Regions from separate parts of the Mus musculus genome. Here region 2 is linked to region 1. A link is a contact called in public Hi-C data. All regions are on one chromosome and are shown on one strand. The core of a region is the stretch at or near the end of the contact, and the rest is flanking DNA. Distances in the headings are between cores, read along the strand shown.

Region 1 (3,698 bases), core at 102-2,601:
GATAGGATAATGTTAAAATGGATGATGGTGATGTTTGCTGACCCTGATGGTACCGATGAGGTGATGATAAAGGCAATGGCAGTAGTTGAGGGAGTGTGCTGGTGAAGATGGTGATGGTGGTGGTGTTGACAGCAATGGCAATGACAAAGTGATGATGTTGACCGTGATATTTGTGTGTTTGTGGTGATGGTATCGACGGTGTTGATGATGATTATGGTGATGGTAGTAGTCTTGGTGGTGGTAATGGTGATGGGTCATGGTGGTAATGTTTGTAATATTGGTGGCGATGTTTATGGTCTTGGTGGTGACAATGATGATAGTGGCTTTTTTTTTTTAAGTTGGCAGTGATGCTGATGATTATGGTGATGATAGTGGTGGTTGTGGTGCTGCTGTTGATGGTGGTGACAGCGATGGTGAAGGCTGTGGTTGTGGTAATGTTGGCAGTAGTGAATCCTGACCAGGAGAGAATCTAGAAGGTGCAGAAGAGCTGATGTAATGGTATTTGATGACAGGAGCCATTTGCATTAGGGGAGGTGTGAGGTGATGGCTTTGGATGTTCTTATAGCCTATCGGATATCTAGGTGGTGTCCAGTGGACAGTGAGTACTGGGATCTGGAATTTAGCCAGACAAAGATGAGAGCGGTAGAGAATACACCTGCTTTGGGCATGAGATGCCCGAGAGAGGGCACAGAGGGACAGAACCAGAGCCAGGGTCTCTGTGGCTTCCTGATGTTCAGAAGGGTTTCCGAGTCTCCAGGCTTCCTAGGCTCTGCCCAGGGGCTGGAATCCAGGCTTCTCTGCTTGCCTCTCACCAGTGTCACACTCAGTGTTTTTATTCCTCGCCAGGTTCTCAGGAGGATGACATTTGAAAAGGGAGCTCTGTGCTAAAAAAAAAAAAAATCTCTTTCTAACCCAGGTGAAGGAATTGCCATCCTGTGGGGTTAAGAGAAGGGCCTGGGTGACCCCTTGTGACAGCTGGTCCAGGCTGGAATCAATCTGGAGCTCTGCAAAGGGATCGTGGTGTGTGGAGCAGCCTGCGAATAGGGATCTCTTTATAAGGAGGCTCCCTTCTCCCTTAACAAGCCCAGCGAGTCTGCAGTGGGTCTGGTGGAGGGGGTTGCAGCAGAGACGGTGGCAGGGCTTGAGGAGGTGCCTGATTACAAGTCCTCTAAAACCTGGGCTATGGCTCCAGCCAGATGTCGTCCCAGTGAGCACGTGGCCCTGCTGTGGCCCCAGTTTGGCTGCCGATGACTGCCTGGCCTTTCCTGCCCTCTCCTGCCACAGGCCCTCACACCAGGCCGGAATGTCCTCAGGAAGCGGCATCTCGCTCTGCAGAGGGAGCTTTGCTTCTGGACTCCTGGCTGCAGCTCCAGCCAGGATGTTTTGCAATGAGCCTGGGGAAGCGTCCATTCCGGGAAGATCAGGGAGTGGACGGTGCTTGCCAGCAGGGGTCTGGGTGAGAGGGCAGCCACTGCCTGCTGGGCTGGGGTGGGACAGCCCATTCCTCAGGCCCTGTGGGACCTTGGCCTCTAAGCTGTTTATCTGTCTGTCTGCCTGTCCATCTGGATTAGAGGGGCTGGCTTGCTCACTTCAGTTCCCCAAAGGGCTCCCAACTGCAGGGCAGCTTGAGCCTTCTTTCGCTTTATTTCATCTTGGAATGTTTTTGAATATGACTCAAAAGCGATTACAAATTGAAAAGGTACGCCTGCTTCCAGCCACACTGCCCCTGCCCAGGATCCTGGGCCCCAGGAGTAAACTCCCTCAAGTCCCTTTTGTAGTTTGTTGTCTAGTGTTCTGTTTGCAAACAGAAGTGGCTGCTCCTACCCCAGAGGAATCATGCTATGTGCGATGCTTAGGGCTTTGTTCTCCAAAGGGCCACATGACTGTCTGCACAGGACTCCAGCAGGGGTCATCAAGCGCCATGTGGATCCCTCACATAGGACTGTCTGTATTTGCTTTGGAGGAACATGCTGGAGGTGCAAGGCTCTCTACTTTCTTAAGAGCCAGTCCCTTCTCTGGTCTAACCTGTTCCTCCTACTTTCTCATGTAGCCACATTGACAGGAGAAGACCCCGAGGAAGCATGCCCAAGGGAAAACTGTAAATGACAAAGCCGAGGACTTCAATTCAGGTGGACTGGGATTCGACTCTTTCCTCTTTGTCTGTTGTACTGTTGGGAACTTTAGACCTATGGAGTCTTCTATTTTTAGGAGCCAGACCTTCGAAAATTGGAGAGGGCCAGCCAGTATGTCAAGATCTCACGGCTGCCCTTCCCTCTTGTCCTGACACCTGAGCTCTCCTGTGTGTGAAGGATTTCCGCATGCCCAGAAGACAGCTTCAAGCTTCCAGAGCCAGGCACACTTATAGAAGAAAGGAATAAAACCATTTTACAGATGTGTATGCCGAGGCAGCTGAAAGCAATTGCTGACTTGGGTCATGGTTTAAGTCAGGGTGGGTTCTGGGCCCCTGGCCCTCACATGTCCCTACCCAGCATCCTCTTTACCTGCTCTTCCCCCATAGTGTCACTTTGTGCTTTGTCCCTGAAGGCTTTTACCTGTCTTCTCCACTTTTCTCAGCCTTGTTTACCTGACGGTTCCTTTCCTTGGTCTTCACTGGCTAAGGTCAGCCTCTGGTGTGTATGTATGTGTGTGTGTGTGTGCACATGTGTGTGTGCATGTGTGTATGTATGTAAGTGGGTGTGTATGTGTGAGTGTGTGTGTACATGTGTGAGTGTGTTATATGTGCGAGTGTATGTGTATGTGTGGGTATGTATATGTGAGTGTGTGTATGCATTCTGTGAGTGTATATGTAAGTGTGAGTATGTGTAAATGATTATGTGTGTATATATGGGTGGGTATGTATATGTGTGAGTATGTATACGTATGTGACTTTATATGTGTGTGTATGTGTGAATGAGTGTGTGTATGTGTGTGTGTTAACTGAAGCATGATCTTGGTGGTATATTATCCATGTTCCTTCAGAGTTATGTGTCTAGAATTCCACATGCCCTGTTAGGCTATCAATTCTTTTGAGGAAAAAAGTTGATAAATGGCCTTCGGTGACCCTCAAACTCTTGTGTTCCAAGGGACGATGAAACGCACAATCTAACCTGTTCTTCTGAGCCACCTTTGATGAGCAGAAGATCTTGGAACTCTCTCTCTCTCTCTCTCTCTCTCTCTCTCTCTCTCACTCATTCTCTCTCTCTCTCTCTCTCTCTCTCTCATTTTCTCTCTCTCTCTAGGCTTAATTTGCCCTCCTTTAAAGTAAGGCTAAGACTCTTTTTTTTTTTTTTAACTTCCAAAAAGCTCTGAGGGTGAAATAAAGTGTTCACTGGATTTCATGGGGCATAGTTTCTAGTTCTGAACACTCTAAATTTTCAGGCAAATCAATTCTGTCTGTTTATGGCTGTGTACATGTCTACTTGTATACACGTGTAAATCGGAATTTATTTTGGAGACTAGGGTGGTATATTTGAGTATGTAGTACTTGAATATGTTAATTAGAATTTAGTTGTAATTCTGTCCTTCCTATACCCCTTTATGGGCAGAACATGATTGGTCTCCTTTGTTTCAAATCCAGCTGTGCTGGCACCCAGAGTTCCCCAAATACTCTCTTCTTTGGTGCAATCCCATCTACAAGGCTCTGCAGAACCCCCATGACAAGTACAGAGCAAATGCATCCATCAATAGCACGGAAGTCA
Region 2 (3,735 bases), core at 650-3,149, 160 kb after region 1:
TATAGTCATTATCACTATCTGATGAAAATTTCATAATCTCATCTCTCTCCCCTCCCCCAGCCCCTGGTGAACATGAATATATTTCTGTCTCTATAAATCTGCCTATTACAGACACTTCATATAAATGGCATCATGATATGCAGCTTTTTGTGACTGACTTCTTAGACTTAAAATCCAAGATGGAGAAGATTTATAGATGTGCTTTCCTCTGAGGGCTACATGGGTTCAGATCTTGCATGTAAGTCTTTAATCCATTTGTATGCAGTGTGAGGAAGGGATCCAGCTTCACGGCCTGTGGATATCCAATTACACTGTAAGCATTTGCTGACCTGCTCTTCTTTCCTGTGTCTTGGTATTCTAGGGATACAACAATCAAAGGTCTATAAATATAAAAATAATAGACAGACAGATAGATATAGAGATGACATAAATAGTTAATAGATGGATGAATAGATAGATAGATAGATAGATATAATGGATGGATGCATAGATAGATAGATAGATAGATAGATAGATAGATAGATAGATAGATAGATAGATAGATAGAGATAATGGATGGATGGGTGGATGGATGGATAGATAGATATAATGGATGGATAGATAGATCGATAGATAGATAGATAGATAGATAGATAGATAGATAGATAGATAGATAAATAGATAGATAGAGATACTGGATGGATGGATGGATGGATGGATAGATAGATAGATAGATAGATAGATAGATAGAAAGATAGATAGATAGATAGATAGATAGATAGATAGAAAGAAAGAAAGAAAGATAGATAGATAGATAGATAGATAGATAGATAGATAGATAGATAGAGATAATGGATGGATGGGTGGATGGATGGATAGATAGATATAATGGATGGATAGATAGATCGATAGATAGATAGATCGATCGATAGATAGATAGATAGATAGATAGATAGATAGATAGATAGATAGATAGATAGAGATACTGGATGGATGGATGGATGGATGGATGGATAGATAGATAGATAGATAGATAGATAGATAGATAGATAGATAGAAAGATAGATAGATAGATAGATAGATAGATAGATAGATAGATAGATAGATAGAAAGAAAGAAAGATAGATAGATAGATAGATAGATAGGTAGATAGATAGATAGATAGGTAGGTAGATAGAAAGATAGATAGATAGATAGATAGATAGATAGATAGATAGATAGATATAATGGATGGATGGATGGATGGATGGATGGATGGATGGATGGATGGATGCTCTCTTCCATGTCACAGTGCATGTCATTCATTCCCTGTTCACTGGTGCAGTATTCAATTTGATGGGTTTGCAGCAGGAGTCAGTCCATCTAGAATCCTGGGGATTGAACTCAGGTCACCAGGCTTGTTGGCAAGCATCTTCATCCAATGAGCAGTCACTCTGGCCCTATATTATAACACATAATGTAAACATCAATCAACAGCTTGCATCCAATCCTTTGGGTCAATTATGAGAAGTGAGATTGTTGCTGTTGACGTTGTATCATTTTGAATGGCCGCTAAAGTGCTTGAGCTCTCTCCTCATTCAGTGATGCTCGAAGGGTCTTGTTTGTCCACATCCGACAGCCGCTCTTCAACTTTTGTCTTTATTTAAACCACCCCAGCAGGTGTGAATTGGTATTTTGTTACCGTTTTGATTTGTATTTCCTACTAATGAACCATTCTGATCACTTTCTGTTCGATACTGTGTATCTTCTCTGGAGAAACATTTATCAAATTCCTTGCCCATTCTAAAGTGTGTACATTTTCTCTATTTGTTACTAAATTGTAAGAGGTTCAGAATATACAGAGAGAGAGGGAGGATTCTAGAATCTTATTGTGATGAAATCTAGTCTGTTTTTCTCTTTGGAGTTTGTATTTTGGCCTCAGATATAAGAAGCAGTGCCAAATCAGGGGTTGGTGAACTCTCATGCTTTCTTTCCTTAAAGTATTTTTACATGTTCGGACATTGCTTTGCATGGGGTGTGATGGTAAGGATCCGATTTCGTTCTTTTGTTTGTGGATATTCAACTGTTCCAGCAACATTTGCTGATTAGCCTGCTCTTTCTTATTGTCTTGGCATGCTTGTCAAAAAGCAACTGACCACAAGTGGGGCATGGTTTAGTGATTAATTAGCTGGTCAGGCACACAGGGGGACCAACGTTCAAGATCTCCAGAGCTCATGTATATACTGGGTACGTGTAGTAACCAGTCTAGAGTTCCATCCTCAAAAGGTAGAGAAAGGGAACCCTGGGTCAAGTTCTCTGGTGAGATCAGCTGTATTAATGAGTTATGGGTTCATAAGACAGGCCACTTCAAAAGTAATAAGGTGGAAAAGTAGTTGAGGATTCCTGACATCAGCCTCTGGCTTCTAAATGTGTGCACAGACATGAACAAAGGCACACACACATGAGTACAGGCACTCACATACATGTGCGCCAACACACATGTGAACACAAACATAAACATGCATGGATACATACTACATACACAAACACATGACAAAAAGAAGAAAAAGGAGAAAACAAACAAAAACCCATTAATTGACTATACATGTATTGATTCTATTTATGGACCCTGAGATCTATGCTATGGATCTATATGTTTATTTTTGTGTGAGTATCATAGAGTCTCTATAGTAAATCTTGACACCAGGAAGTGGGAATTTTCATACTTGATTCTGTCTAGAAATCCTTTTTGGCTCCGTTGAGTGCCTTGTGATTCTATAAGAATTTGAAGAGTAACTTGTCAATTTCCATCCTGAAAGGCAGATGCGATTTTGAGAGGGGTTTGCTGAATGTAGACATCTGTTTGCTGGGGACTGCCAGCCTGTTAACAAATGATGGCTAGGCGGGCACCAAACCCTGGGGCTTTTTCTGAGCTGTAAGTGAACACCTTCTTTGCCTGGCAAAAGCAGTGTAGCTCCATGGAATGCTGGGGCGGGCTCGGAAATTACTTCTATTGGAGTCGACCTATTAGGGCACAGCAGCAGCTCCCCCGAGGCCAGTTCTCAGCCACTCCACACACCACGAGGCTTCTATTACTTAGTCCAGCACAGCTTTAAATACCTCCGGGCACCCCCTCCACCGCTTCCTGTGGAATACTATTTCACAGCCTAATAGATCTTCCTAGGGGAATTTTCTCTCTCACTTAGCCACATTTCTTTCTCCATCCAGGCCCACTGTTTCCGCAAGACCATACCATTTCTGGATGGATCGGCCTGCTTGGAGCTCCAGTGTCTCACAGCCTCAGAGGGAACCTTTATCTGAGTTGCTGAGCAAACTCTGGGTACACCAATGAAGGCTTGCTAAGGAGACTCTGGCAAGAGCTACCGACGTGCTCTTCTGCTCCTGAGGTTCAGATGTAGCCAGTGCAAGCAAACACTGAATCTAAGAAGTTCCATGTCAAGAACGTGGGGGGCCCCCTCTGTCGTTTGGAATGAATAACTTGCACCCCTTTTATGGTAAATGGAATGAAGCCAGGGCTGCTATGGATTTTTTTCCCCAGGCTCTAATAAGAAGGGCAAGGTGTCACATATCAGCTTAGGGACCACTTGTCAAGCTCTGAGCATCTCCAAGGCTAAGGAGGGTTCCCAGGTTACTCTGGGGAGAGCCCAGGCATGTCTGTGTGTGACCCAGAGGAGACCCATAAAGCTTGGTCAAGTGTCTTCTGAGCCTGGGCTCTGTGCTATTGACTTGTCCATATTCAGCTTTCTATTCTTGTTG

What was found. Hi-C and Micro-C count contacts between places; a contact is called where the count stands out from the background.
Region 2: a Hi-C map of embryonic fibroblasts shows a contact between it and region 1, with 2.8 times the contacts expected there. The contact joins the promoter of 4930572O13Rik here to the enhancer-like site in region 1. A contact is called at or near these places in 2 of 484 Hi-C or Micro-C datasets (the 63-12 cell line and embryonic fibroblasts) and 3 of 115 datasets of contacts at active chromatin or transcription factors (embryonic basal ganglia, large pre-B cells and pancreatic cancer cells).

What each region holds. Positions count from the first base shown.
Region 1 is chr14:25,302,319-25,306,016 of GRCm38.p6, reverse strand. The region is part of intron 2 of Zmiz1os1 (a long non-coding RNA gene); the gene reads left to right. It overlaps LOC115486423 (a long non-coding RNA gene), which reads left to right. Exons shown (of 2, transcript XR_001781198.1): 2 at 1-2,396. Among named protein-coding and RNA genes, the nearest start is that of Gm41113, 75 kb to the left of the region's middle. Within about 2 kb of position 1,351, at least 107 of the 459 cell types and tissues checked have an H3K27ac peak or open chromatin away from gene starts, as enhancers often do. A contact at or near this core is called in embryonic fibroblasts and pancreatic cancer cells, where this site is marked.
Region 2 is chr14:25,141,405-25,145,139 of GRCm38.p6, reverse strand. It overlaps 4930572O13Rik (RIKEN cDNA 4930572O13 gene), which reads left to right and starts at 1,899. Exons shown (of 3, transcript NR_045718.1): 1 at 1,899-2,001; 2 at 3,187-3,473. The region is part of intron 4 of Gm32224 (a long non-coding RNA gene); the gene reads right to left.